2 separate regions of the Siniperca chuatsi genome follow, and region 1 is linked to region 2. A link is a contact called in public Hi-C data. All regions are on one chromosome and are shown on one strand. Each heading gives the region's core, a stretch centred on a gene start, on an enhancer-like site or on the middle of the called end of the contact. The rest is flanking DNA. Distances are from core to core; before and after follow the strand shown. Region 1 holds the start of acadl (long-chain specific acyl-CoA dehydrogenase, mitochondrial). Region 2 holds the start of LOC122872417 (glycerol-3-phosphate dehydrogenase [NAD(+)], cytoplasmic-like).

What was found. A called contact is a pair of places that touch in the nucleus more often than the background predicts.
Region 1: a Hi-C map of skeletal muscle shows a contact between it and region 2, with 2.5 times the contacts expected there. The contact joins the promoter of acadl here to the promoter of LOC122872417 in region 2. A contact is called at or near these places in 2 of 3 Hi-C or Micro-C datasets (skeletal muscle and an unstated tissue).

Annotation. Positions count from the first base shown.
Region 1 is chrLG24:6,081,789-6,088,450 of ASM2008510v1, forward strand. It overlaps acadl (long-chain specific acyl-CoA dehydrogenase, mitochondrial), which reads right to left and starts at 1,580. Exons shown (of 12, transcript XM_044187308.1): 1 at 1,238-1,580; 2 at 208-375. The coding sequence starts at 1,311. mylz3 (myosin, light polypeptide 3, skeletal muscle) reads right to left here and starts at 6,623. Exons shown (of 6, transcript XM_044187164.1): 1 at 6,261-6,623; 2 at 5,660-5,687; 3 at 4,010-4,153; 4 at 3,674-3,844; 5 at 3,467-3,544; 6 at 2,861-3,377. The coding sequence starts at 6,263. The coding sequence ends at 3,349.
Region 2 is chrLG24:5,934,259-5,941,484 of ASM2008510v1, forward strand. LOC122872417 (glycerol-3-phosphate dehydrogenase [NAD(+)], cytoplasmic-like) reads right to left here and starts at 4,664. Exons shown (of 8, transcript XM_044188629.1): 1 at 4,192-4,664; 2 at 3,456-3,633; 3 at 2,442-2,582; 4 at 2,061-2,199; 5 at 1,754-1,866; 6 at 1,404-1,637; 7 at 786-892. The coding sequence starts at 4,232. It overlaps LOC122872415 (oxysterol-binding protein-related protein 11-like), which reads left to right and starts at 5,216. Exons shown (of 13, transcript XM_044188627.1): 1 at 5,216-5,715; 2 at 6,050-6,118; 3 at 6,322-6,497; 4 at 6,893-6,972. The coding sequence starts at 5,600.

The DNA of each region.
Region 1 (6,662 bases), core at 330-2,829, 140 kb after region 2:
GTAACACAATAAAAATGTGGAAAAAGTGAAGCGCTGTGAATACTTTCCAGATGCACTGTAGTCATTTTGTGTCTCTTTGTAGTCATGTGACTGCAACAAAAAATGTTAACAGTCACTTCAAACACAGGCCATGGCCCCCTGACCCCTGAGGACCCTGGGCCTGTGCCCGGTAGGCCCGTTCAGAAATCCACCCATTCATCCACCTACTCCTTGTGATGTGGAACCACTTCCTCTTGAAAGAAGTGCCGGACGCTTTGTCTGAAGAGATCATGGTCCTCGCTGAAGATCCGGCGGGTCCCGATGTCCATCATGGTCTCGGCGCTGGAGGTCTCTGGACGGGTCGAGGGGACAGGCTGTACTGTGCTGTGCTGTAGCCTGGGAGGAATTACAGAAGTTCAGCCAATCATACAATTCTTGAAAGCCAGCAAGTGGCTGATTTGGCATCCCATAACAAATAAATTCACTTTGGTAAAGCAACAGGGGATTATGGGAGGTATGATATTAATTTTAAGAAGCATTAGAGTAGGGCTGAAACGAATTATTATTTTCATTATTGATTAGTCTGTCGATTATTTTCTCGAATAACTGTTTCGTCCATGAAATGTCACTATTATAACTTCCTAAAGCCCAGTGTAATGACATCAAATGTCTTATTTTGTCCAATCAGCAGTCAAAAACCTAAAGAAATTCAGCTTATTATCATATAAGATCCTCACAGCTCGAACCTGGAAATCGACTAATCGTTTCAGCTCTACATGAAGAGGCCAACAATTCGTTTATTTTCACATAACTGTACCAGAATAATAACTTGAGAAGTTAAAGATATAAAATAAAATAAATTAAAATATAGTTTAAAAAAATAGCTAAAGCGAACTTAACATGTTAAGATGTTGACATTGAATATTACTACAAAGAAATTATAAACTTTTCCTTTTGTTGTTGTTGTTTTACAAATGGGCAATCAACTTCCGCCTTTTGGTTTGGATTTTCAAATTAAACCTCCATCTATGTAACAGGCTACTTATCACAATCAGGAAGTGTGTCAAAGGTTGCTGCCACTCTTGTAGTCTGCACGTCGATTACAATCGAGAAAAGATAGTATAAGAGAATGAGGAAACAATGTTTAGGAATTCCGCATGTAGAGATATTTCTCGTAGCTATTACTGAAACGTGTTCATCTCAAAAGATATATTACTTGAAAAAGTCAAACATTACAGTTATTTAGACCATATTTCACCTTGCAGTAGCCGCAGAGAGCACCCGTCCTCGCCCGGAAACATGTCTCAGCCCAAAAAGACAAGTCTTGATCATTTTTTATAACTATCAACGGCAGAAGACGTGGAAGAACATACAAGTAAACAAGACAAAGATCGTCTGAGCGAGAATCCCATCTGAAGACGGATCGCTTTGTAGTCAGTCACCGGCTCCTCCTCCGGGTTGCAAAAGCACGTTTTAACCGTTAGCATGCTCTGTGTAGCAAAGTGAATAACTATAAGTTCTGCTTTTAGTTTCATCTGTGTGTAATTTAGTTGAAATAGACTTAAAATGTTAAAATTTGAAGGAAGCCATTTGTTTTCGCACTCTAGGAGAAGGTTTCGTCCATGACAGCAGCAGCAGAGTGAGACCTCTTGCTGCTAGTAGGAATAACGTTGTTGCAGAAACACGTGTAGCCTATCGGTAATTATGTTTTTAAAGTAAGTAAAGAACATGTAAAATTAGAATAATCATATATCCATATTAAACAAAAATCTATAGGGTTATATATGAAAAAAGTCAGCAACATTATTTCCTCTGTCTTTTCTGAGAGAATAAAAGACACAAGTCAATAGATTAGCATATGAAAATAAATAATATATATTTTCGTGCAGAAATTAATTTGTATTTTATCAAGCTAAAATAAGAGGTTTTGATATTTACATGTATTCTGTTATTTTGGCACATACAGATCTATAGTATAGAAAATTTTATAGAATAAAATGTAAAATAATAATATAAAAAAGGTACTTTCACTACCTTATACATGTATTTATTTCACAATGTATGTGGAGGCAGAAAATGGTTTAAACACAACCTCGACTGTTCTTAAAAGTAACACGATGTGCTGGATAATAAAAGTCTGTCCACAAGGGGGCAGACTCTCTAAAGGTTAGAACCTTGAACCTGTCTGTCCCAGGCTTAGAGAGTCTTGTGCGTGACATTTGCATTTACTCCACAAGACCTCAGGTAAATTAAAGTTATAGTGGAAAAAAGTGTATAATTTAACAAAACTAAAACCAAAACTGTCTTTCCTAGATTTGTTGTCTGTGCTTCACAAGGATGCAAAAACGTGTAGCAGTAAGTGACACATAAAACCTGCAGTTTGTTGGTTATTTGTGGATATATCTGACACTCAGATATAGTAGACATTGTATGTTGTTGGTCAGTGGTCCTTATATATATATATATATATATATATATATATATATACACACCTGTTTTTTTCGCCTACCGACATGTACATTAATAGTTATCTGTTTATTTTTACCTATCTTTGTTGTCTTCATTTTTAGCTGTATATCTACTTCTGTCTTCCTGTAAATTGTTCTCAGAACGGTGTGTAAGTACACACACTGTGTACACTTAAGGTGAGCAACTTAAAACCGGAGTCAAATTCCTTGTACGTGTGCACATACTTGGCCAATGAAGCTGATTCTGATTTAATGCTTATGAATTCAACTTTTCATTTGTAAAATGAATGAATGTGCTAGTTTGTCTCTCAAAAGTTACTTGGTCTCACTTTAACTTTGACATCTAAGACAATGAACTGTTGCCCTATACTACAACTGTATGTGGGCAATGAAAGATCAACAATCAACCCAGATGGGATGTACGTTGGAAAAGTTTATTCTGAAATGAACAGAGTGACAATAAATAAACCTTTTCAGGGAAGGGGGAGACTTTTGGCGGTCTATCCACGACCATTCTCCAGCACCTTTGGCATTGCTGGGCCAGTGATGGCGTGACTGAATGAGGTGGCGGTGGGAAGGGAGGGGTCTACCCTCACTTGATGAGCGGTCACCCCTTCTCCCCCGTTCCTCACCCCATGTGGCGAGTGGAGATGCGCCCCGGGGGGAGTAGAGGCCAAGTGATAGGGGTCTACAATAGAGAGGTGATGGTGATGTCCCGAGATAGGAGGGTATGAGACAAAAGGAAAACAAAATAAACAACAAGATGGGTTTGCTTCAACATCCCTTGTACATAGTCCTTGTCTTTCCTTGGTTGGTCTTTGACACAGTGTAGATGTCCTGAACACCGTTGGGCTGTCTGTAGGTGAGCTACAGTTTCTTCAGCACTCCTACTGCTGGCCTCTTACACAGACATGATGTGCTTGACGAAAGCTGGAGGAAGACAAACCCATATGTTCAAATATTTGACAGAATATATTTATTAAAAAAGAGAGAAGGCATGTTGGGAAATCAAAGCTTACCCTCGTAGTGCACACTGCCGTTCTCGTCCTCCTGGCCGGCCATGAGGGCCTCAATCTCTGGCTCGGTCATCTTCTCTCCTGTGGACGCACAAGTATCCATGTCAGGAACGCACTCTCCATTTCGCGCACACATGCTCACATACTGTGCGTGCTAAGCAAACTATATTTGTGTGCTTCTATATTTGGGGAAGATGACTTGAGACTCACCCAGGGTGGACAGCACGATACGCAGCTCAGCGCCCATGACTGTGCCGTTGCCCTCCTTGTCGAAGACGCGCAGACCCTCAACGTAGTCGTCATATGTACCCTTTGGGAGGGCGTCAACCTGCTTCAGCATGGGCAGGAAAGCGTCGAAGTTGAGCCTTTTGTTGACCATGTCTGTTGCAAAATGTCACATGGAGAGCACCGTTAATTGATTGTTGACTTGAGGCCTCTTTTCTTGTGCTACTATTACACTGTTTTAGCATTTACCTTTCTCTTATAATTGTCTTTTGCGTCTTTAAGCTTCGTCTGCATTTCGCAATTCATGCAACGGGGTCTTACCGTCAGCGGTTGGGTTGCCCAGAATCTTCACAACGTCCTTGTTGGTGGGGTTCTGGCCCAGAGCGCGCATGATGTCGGCCACCTGGTTGAAGGCCACCTGGCTGTCACCAACTCTGTCGAAGAGACCAAAAGCCTCCTTGAAGTCTGGCCAGGAAGGGAGAGGCAAGAGAGAACTTTGAGTTACGAAGTACAGGCAGAAGCCGGTCAAAAGAACAAACATAATTTTGAATCTCAGTCTCGTGAAGTCTTCAGTTATTGCGCTCACGATACTTAATTGGCTACACACACTAGAAATCTATGGGCGCATGAGGCGCTTTGGAAAAAGACCTCAATCAAATGGCAAATGGTGAATCAAAGAGTTATACTGGACATGTCTGGTACGACATCTATGCTACTAACGTTTATTAGGGCCCCCTTTTGGTTTTCCATTCTTTCTATTACAGGGTTCTCAGTCAGCTGTGGCAGCTATGTGGTGTCACACTGTGTTGGAGGATCAAAGACAGTAGAAGCCACATGCTTGTGTCATTGTTCCCAGCTAACTGGGAGCGACAGCTGTACCCAAGCAGAGAGGAGGAAGGCACAGACTGGGGCCTGAACAAAGGATAGCTATTTCTATGAATCCTACCAGGAAGACAGCTCAAAGTGACCTTTTTGACAGATTAATGGTCTTATGTGGCTTCCGAACAGCAGCAGCAGCATGAACAGCTGTACCAGCCCCCCACCACCACCACCACCACCACCCTCAACCCCTCTCCATTCCTGCCTTCACTTGCATTTGGGAGGAATTTAGGGCGACATCGGGAGCAAACTGATACACCCTGACAGAGTAACCCAGGCCATATAGAGGCATGGCCCTGTGGCCTTGCTCGAGTTAAACATAAGAATGCTGACTGCGGCGTAATCAATACCTTGCCTTGCAAGGCCTTACCTTCATAGGAAGCACTTTTGAGCTTTGCCCTGTAAGTCTAACACGCCAATTGGGAAATTTTAAACTATCAATACAAAAAACATTAGGTAGATCTATTCAAAATAGGGAAAAAACAAAAGACATTTTAAATGAGCACTAAAATCTCATACCCACCAAACACAGGGTGATGTTTATAGAGGACACGTCTTTCAGCACTGAACAAAAGGGTTGGGGATGGTGCTAGGGGATCACAATTTGGATTCCTTGTGTAAGGGGGATGCCACCGGGTCTGCATCTTAAACCTTGGCCTGGTGATTTACACCTCTGCTGTGTAAGGGCCACTGTGGGTTGCGAGACAAGGCTAGGTCGGCTTAGAATAGACATAACTCAAATCCTCCTCGACAACTGGACAAGTCTGTGGAACGGCATGTCCTACGGCGGCCTTCAGTCTGGAACTTTCTTCATCCCTACGTTTTAACAGTTAATTTGGCTTAAAGGTTCAACTAGGCGAGCCTGAAGTTACTCTGTCAGTTTGTTTATTGTGACAATTGCTGAAAAATCACTCGCTACAAAAATGGCAGACTGAGCTATGGAAGAAAATTTGGAGGGCGTACTCTCTCCTGCTGGTAACGTTGCAAGTAAACGTCACCCTGCATGATGATGAGAGAGTGGGATTCTCACAACCCATTTTTCACGAGTTATTTGTAAGGGATGAGGATGAATCTTGCAATTTCTTCACTTACCCTCAATCTGGTCCGCTGAGAACTCGGTCTGTCACATAGAAATACACGAAAACGCACACATACACAAACAAAAAGATACATTTACGAATACACAAACACACGGAACACAGAGAAATGAATAGAAGCAATGATTTATGAGGATAGAAATAGCACAGAAAATATTGTATGCAAGATTTCCTAAAAATGCTCAATCTAAGATTGTATTGCTGTAAACTGTTCAAAACTTCACTACATACTTGTGATACATGGTGAAATTGTCTCCTTGTATTTAGATATAAGCCTGCACAGACATTAATCATAGAAATGTGGATGTATTTTAAGGCAGTGTTCCTGGGCCTCTCAACCTTGATATTTTTTTAATTTTTTTTTTTACAATTTATAAAGACAAGCTTTTCAGAGCAGTATCAAAAATGCAAGTCTTGATTTCTCTTCTCTAGCACAATTTCAGTGATGCCAAAAAAAAAGTCCCAATTTTGGGCTTATTTTGGAGAGCTGGTATCCAAACCCATGCCACAAACAAACAATTGTCCATGTTAGACAAAAAAGTAACTCCATCGGTACCGCCCCACCCAGAAGGTCCAAAACACAATTTTGTACACACCATTTTGGAGAGTTGGAGCTGGAGGAAATAAAGGAGAAGAGAAGCTGAAGTCCCAAGACAGAGTGGTCCTGAGCCATGGTCAAAGCCCCCTCTTATTTATCCCGGGCATGTGATGTCACATATGCTAATAGGACGGATCAGATGACACGTTGGAACATCTTTAACTTTCTTAGGGCAAACGGAAAGGAGAGCTGTGCAGGAGTAGGCCTTTAGAAGGGGACGGTGCTATTTTTAGATAGGCCAAATAACTGTGTCAAGTCTCAACCCTTGAGACTCTTGCGTCTCAAGGGTTGAAACTGTGTGTAAACTTATTTCTATAAAGAAAAAATGCTTTCATTGACTTGACATCTAAACTTTTCTCTTTTGGATGAGATACACAATTGAACTGTGTCAGTAGAAACA
Region 2 (7,226 bases), core at 3,414-5,913:
GCTGATTAGACCTCTGCTCAGGATAAAAGGTGTGCAGAGCTATACTGGGAATTACATAAGCAGTAAGAACAAATGAGCTGTTTCACCCTAACAGATTCTGATTCTAATAAACTTTATTGCCTCCTTGTCTTGGGTTTTATTGAGCTGTCATTAAGCCCTAATTATAAAAAGCCATATAAGACACAGATGCAACAAAACTAACAAGAGAGTGAGGGAGATGTCAGTGAAGCACAGACATCATCATTCATTCCTGAGAAGAGGTCTAATGAGGCAACGGAACTGGAAACACCTGTGTGAGAGGTCTAATGGCTGTGTACAGTGTAACTGTATTTTAACTGTACTTCCCACATCATTGCAAAATATCTTTATATTTACTGTGGTTAATTATCTTTTTTTTGTTGACACTGTCATAGAGGTGTTAATTCAATTATATGTTTTAGCATTGAGGTCATAGTTAGTGATGGCGTTGTACTGGAATGCATTATATTCAGAGGTGTTTCTAATATTCTGCCCCCCTCATGTTTGTAAATAATAAAAAAAAATGACCTCAATAATAAACATAATTCAGTTTACATATTTCCGACAATGTCAACAAAAACTGAACAGTATACACTTTGTAAAAGTAGAATTTATAGCAGAACTGTTGTTTTGAATTGTAATAAATTGTTGTGCTTGCTGTGTTTGAATTGGTCCAGTTTGATTCATGTGGTTTTGTTAACACAATGGGTCTTTTGAAGACTAGGTAACAGTGTTAAACAGTTTTTAAGAGAAGAAAGTGGACTCACTTGTTGACCATGTCCTTCTTGAGGAGGAACTTGTAGACCTCAGCTGAGGTCTGGGGACCCTGCAGCTTCTGGCCGTTGAGCATTTCTGCCTCCAGCTCAATAATAGACTGGAGAAAAAGGTATACAGAAACAGTTGTAATGTTGTTTGGCGACATATTCTGTATATCTTCATTTCATCATCATATGGTCTTATTTCCTCATATTGTCGTTAAAGGAGTACACCGAGTTTTAGATGTTTTGCTCCAGCGCTCTGGCTTAGCCCTTTAGCATGTAGTCAGTCATGTTCAGTAAAAAGCAGACAATGAATACTATGCAACCTGTCAGACTTTTAATGCATGACCTCAACATTATATATTCAAGACAGCTGATGTAACTAAGTAATTTCAAATATTCTGAAATCAGGACAAAATATTGTAAAAAAAAAAAAAGACTGGCGATAAATTCTAAGTATTCAAGGTATTCTGAAATTGTAAAAAAAAAAAAAAAAAAGTAGAAGAGTTACTTGTTAAATATAGAGCTAACCCTGAGGCCCTGTTTCTTTTGTGTCTGGAGTTCGTGATGTAATGGAGTAACTTCCAAAAAGTTTAAAAGACTAACAGTGAAACTTGTCTGACTCACCTTGGACGTTCTGACAAAGGCCTCTGCAACTTTGCGGTTTCGTCCCCCGTAGCAGGTGGTGATGAGGTCGGCCACGCCACAGCTTTCCAGGAAAGTGGTGGAGCTCACTTGGCCTTTGCGGAACAACTTGGCGAAGGCGACCATTTCCATCAGACCCAGCCTGATCACCGCCGCCTTGGTGTTGTCGCCAAAACCAAGGCCGTCGCAGAATCCAGCACCTACTGCCACAATATTCTGCCATGCAACATTTTCCTTTTGATTAACACACTGAGAGAGGATTCGCAATTTGGAGCTTCATGTATTAATTAGAGGATAACTACTTAATATTCATAACACGTGGCTGACTTTACCTTTAGAGCTCCACACAGCTCCACTGTATCACTTTCCTGTACGACAGTGATGCGAAAGTTGGGAGTCTGAAGCAGCTCTTTGAAAATATGGCCGTTTGCCTCATTTCTTGCCCCTGTATTGAATGCAATTTATTAAAAAAAGAAAAGCATCACTCACTGCTCATAAAACAGAGAACTGTCTGACCACCACATCGCATCCTCTTTTCAATCTTAAATCACCCTCTTGCATGCAAGCAACGTCAGTACATTTTTGTGCAGCTGAATGCTAAAATAACAATAATGACAGGAATAAAAAACAGTATCTAACCGATGGTGGTTTCACAGAACTTCTCATCTGCCACCTCGCTGGCGATGTTGGCCCCCATTAGGACACTGACCTCAATCTCTAGTTTCTCTCGGATGATGTCTGAGATGAGCTTTAGTCCATCTGGTCCCTCATCGATACCCTGGATGACATAACAATAATAATAATATTAGACAGTTTCTGTACTATATTAAGGCCTGGCCTTGAGGTAATGGTAATGGATACTTTATGTTTCATTGTGGTGACTGTGTATTGCTCAACTACAATGTCCCGTGATGCTGTGGCCACAGAAAAATATGAAGCAAGGTCAGGTGACGCTATTTCCCTGGTTTCCTCTTTTTGCTGAAATAAAATCTGACATGGAGTCCAATGACAGGATCTTACTTTGATGAGCGATATCCCGATGGTTCCCTCCGCGACGTGAGGTTTCATCTGATCGCAGAGTTTGGCGATGAACTGGTGTGGGATTACAAAGACGAGGATCTTCGCTCCTTTGACAGCTTCTGTGATGTCTGGAACAGCGACCTAGTGAGGCATCAGCAACAAAGTTAGTCCTTAAACAGTGTCAGATCATAGAGTACCAATATGTGGAACATGTCTGCAAACAGGGCTGAGTTTAAATATGTCTATTTAGCTTTCTTTTTGGGCAGAAATTGCTCTTCTGTCTCTATCACTGATTCCCCCCCATTTAAAAAAAAAAAAGTTTGGTTAAATGTATTATGTATCAGAATAAACCCTGTCAGATGTACCATCTTGAGTTTTTTCTTCACAATTATTATTATTATTATCATTAACACATTTTACAGCAAATACAGGTAATAAACATCCATAACGATGACAAAAAACTAAATGCACAAAAAAATATTAGAATGCCAGAAAAATCAGAAATGATTTAGAAATAAGCCTTTACTCTTGCTACCCGAGTCACCATTAATGTTTGAGATCACTGGGGGGGGGGAATTCAACACAAACTAAAACCCAATTTTAGCTTCATAAAGAAATATCTCAATTTGACCACATTTTGTCTACATATGGAGGACGTGACAAATACACCACTAAACAACAAAAAAAATGCAGAGACATGCAAGGTATATTATAAATGAATCATTATAAACAAATCAGTAATTATTTCGAAACACTATTTATTTTATTTTCTGCCACTGAATGGTTCTTTTCTTTTGCACTACGTAGTTATGTAGTTGAGGTGAGCTGACTCATGAAAGACTCAAGGAAACTCGTATAGTGCTCTCAGTTACCTAGCACAGGTAGATAAACGTGACGACACACAAGACAATCTTATCAGTGTAATGTCTCACTGTACAATCAAGGCATGTTTCAAGATGGCAATGAACTGCACAACTAGTTGAAACAAGAACTCCCCTAAATTGGAGCACTTACCACATTCCTGGGCAGCTTGTGACCTGGTAGATATTTGACATTTTCGTGCTCTGTATTAATGATCTCTGATAGCTTCTTTCCATCAATCATTTCTTCATAAACCCACATGTTCACCATTGGGTCGAACCTGTTGGATGCTTTGACATTGCGCCCGATTATTTTGGCAATCGAAGAGCCCCTAGAGGGAGTGAAGGACATGTGCAGGACAATTAGTGTCAAAGTAACATTCAGAAGAGGAAAAAGAAAGTCTCATCCAATCCAAACAGCACCCAAAGACCCCGCAAAACACTTCAGATCCAGATTCTAATTAATCAGACAGAACCATGGGAAACTCAAACAGGTTGCAAACCAAGCATTTGTTTGCATTTTGCTTTATAATCTGGTGAAATAACTTAAATTTGCAGGGAAATTGAGAAAGCAGTCTACAGCCTCACTATAGATAATGGCGTAATGTTGGGTAAAACTTCCATAAAGTATTCAAAAGGTTATTATTACTCAGTACGACTTTATCTGAGCTGGTATAAAATCATATACATGTTGCAGCATGTAGCCTCATCCTTCACGATCAGTAAAATGAGGGCTGCTGTCAAAAGGAAGGAGCAGTGATAAATACTGGGTAAGTCTAAATCTGCTAAATTACAAAATGCGCGTTCAGTTAAACGTTGAGTGCATAATGCTATTATAAACTGATCTAACTGAACTAAAATATGCACCTGAAAGACGGACGAAAACTTACCAGTTTCCAGATCCGACGATGCAGACTTTCTTTCCGGGCATTTTGAAAGCGGTTAAGTCTTAGTGTTTGGCTTAAATGAAGACCCTGTTGTTCGTTTTCCCCCGTCTGTTTCAACTTCCTCATACGCCCTATAAATTCCTACCACCGATTCACCCCTCCCCTCGCTCGACATAGCTACACCTCTTGCTTTTAAGTGGAACTAACATAATAACACAGTAGCCTACATGTATCACAGCCATCTTAAATCAAATGTTACATTTGTATCACTTGATTTTCACACGTAGCTATTATAAGGTTAAGGGTTCACTACTGGGTTTACATTATAAAGCTGAATGGATACAGTGAGTGTACAGAGAGGAAAGGAAAACCTAATAACGCGCGCATTGACGTTTTACCGGTCATTTATTATTAAGTATTGATTGGAAATATGGGAAGTCACTCACGCCGTCTTATCGTAACCAACCGACGTCAAGCCGGACAGTATATTTAATGAGACTTCCGGTCAAGATGTTTTTCAAAACAATGTTCATATTGAAGAGTGCAATAATGTAATATATCCGTTATTCAGCTTAAATCTTGTCAGTTCAATTAAAAAAAAACAATACTTTTGTAAGTAAATTGCTTGTGTGTACTCACTGAAAGTTCCGGTCAAGATATAAGTTTATTTTTCAAAACTATGCTCAGTTTCGGAAATCCAATCACTCCCATTAATTACATATGAAAACACGGATGGTGGCAGTTAAATGACCATATGCCATATGTGAAAAGATCAGTAAAAGTAAAAAAATATATATTTTAAATGTTTAAATCTGTATTTGTTTATTTGTTTGCTTACTTGTTTGTTTATTAACTAAAATACCAGTAACCCATCAGGATACAATAAAAAGGAATGTAATTTCAAAAATTGCTCAACTTCCGGTTTGCTCAACCCTTCCCTTAACCATTTCACCTTTTACCCTCTGTAAATATATATTTCTTTTTGTCTTTTGTCGGGAGAAGGAGGTTTGGTGGATGTATCTGGCAATTTTATTTATTTATTTTATTTTACTTTTCTATTATGAATCGAATACGGAAGCCTGCGCTCGTGAGCTAGTCACATGACTGTCTTCCTGCCAAAGCAGTAAATATCAGGCGAGCTAGCAGGCACAATCTATCTGGCTACTCCCTCCATCAGCAGAATAGACAATGTTTTATCATCCATTATTTAATTTAATTTAAGCCGTTAACAGTCCAGCGTCTGTTGGGTGTGTGGTGCGTTTTGATAAGCGATGAACCGACAGCTTCACTTTGTATTATAAGGGAGGCTCGTCCACTTAATCAAATCTGTGGTGATTTAGCTAGCTTCACAGGTTAGCTTAACGCTAGCAAGCTGAGTTAGCGTCTAAAGGAGGTTTCGTTGCTAGTGACTATGCAAGGGGAAACCACGGCTATACGAATCACGGAAAACGAAGGCAAGCTGGATGTATTTCCTCAAAACAAGACCACAAGCTCGGGGAGAGCAAGTGCCAAAAGCTGGCAGTATAGGTGGGTGGCTGTTTGTCCTGCTAACGCTCATGCATTTAAGCTAGTTTACTGATTTAAGGCGTATTATTTTTACCTAGCCAATGAGTCACCAGCAGCATAATTGTGATATAAACATGTTTTTGTAATAATTGACCAATTTACTCTTAGGTTCAAATCTGCTTTCTAATCAGACAGGTAACAGTTTAATCATACTGCCCTTAAGCAAGTCTGTCACTAGGCAATGCTCTATGATTGATTTGTGCATGCACCTTTGTGTGTTTATGGTTGTGTACTCAGTCCAAGTATGTTTACAAGTGTTCTTTGTCTCCTTTTGCTTTTTAACCTCTCATACCAGTGACCACATGGAGAATATTGATGGCTACTTGATGAAATACACCAACCTTGTAACAGGGTGGCAATACAGGTGAGTTTTTATACCTGTGTTTAGTATAATGCCAACCTAAAATGTATGGTGTCCTAGTCAAGGGTAAGAACAAGGACTCTTATCAGAATTCACCAGCCACTTTCAGCCAAGTTCATTATTGTAATCCAGTATAATCCAATCCAAGTAATGCCATGGTGGTTTGAAGGGGAGACAGACATTGTCATGGTGGCTGTTGCTTTCAGGTTCTTTGTCTTAAACAATGAAGCGGGCTTGCTGGAGTACTTCGTCAATGAGCAGTCGCGGCCCCAGAAGCCCCGAGGCATGCTCCCCCTAGCAGGGGCCGTCATCTCACCCAGCGACGAGGACTCGCATACTTTCACTGTCAACGCCATCAGCGGGGAGCAGTACAAGCTCAGGGGTGGGTACCTAAATACACACAGAGACTTCTTTAAATTTATGTTTAACAGTCGTGTGTCTACAGTAAGTTAATTTAGGTCTTATGTTCATCCCTCGGACCACAGCGCATCACGTTAGCTTGTTGTTTCAGCACTTTACAGTAAGTTTGTGTGCTCCTCTCGAAGCTTTCACTCCCAGGAACCGAGATTTTCACCTTATGGTAGCTTGTAAGCTTCATTTTTACCTCTAGGCCTACTGTCATCACCATCCATCAGGTTCATTCAATATTGATCTGGATGTTTTCCATTATCTGCTGTCGGTGAGGCAGAAGCACACAGGAATCAATGCTGAGTTAGATCATCCTAGAGTAACTTGTCTTACTTGTTTTTCTTTTGTGTGTGTGTGTGTCTCTCTCAGCCACCGATGCCAAAGAGAGGCAGCACTGGGTGAGCAGACTGCAGATCTGCACACAGCACCACACAGAGGCCATGGGGAAGGTAAGATGGTGTGCTTGACGTGCATATGAGCACATATTGATAGAGGTACACATTGATTTTTTTTATTTTTTTTTTTCCAAGGATCACTCACACCTCACTCATGTTCTTGCACACAAATATGCAAAGATCTTATATACATAATTGTGATTTAAATCAAACGAATGTGACTCCACCACAGAGCGGATGTGAGCTGGACAGTCTTCAGTTTTCTTTCCTCATGTGCCAAAGGAGCAATCGAACAAAGCCAGCGGCAG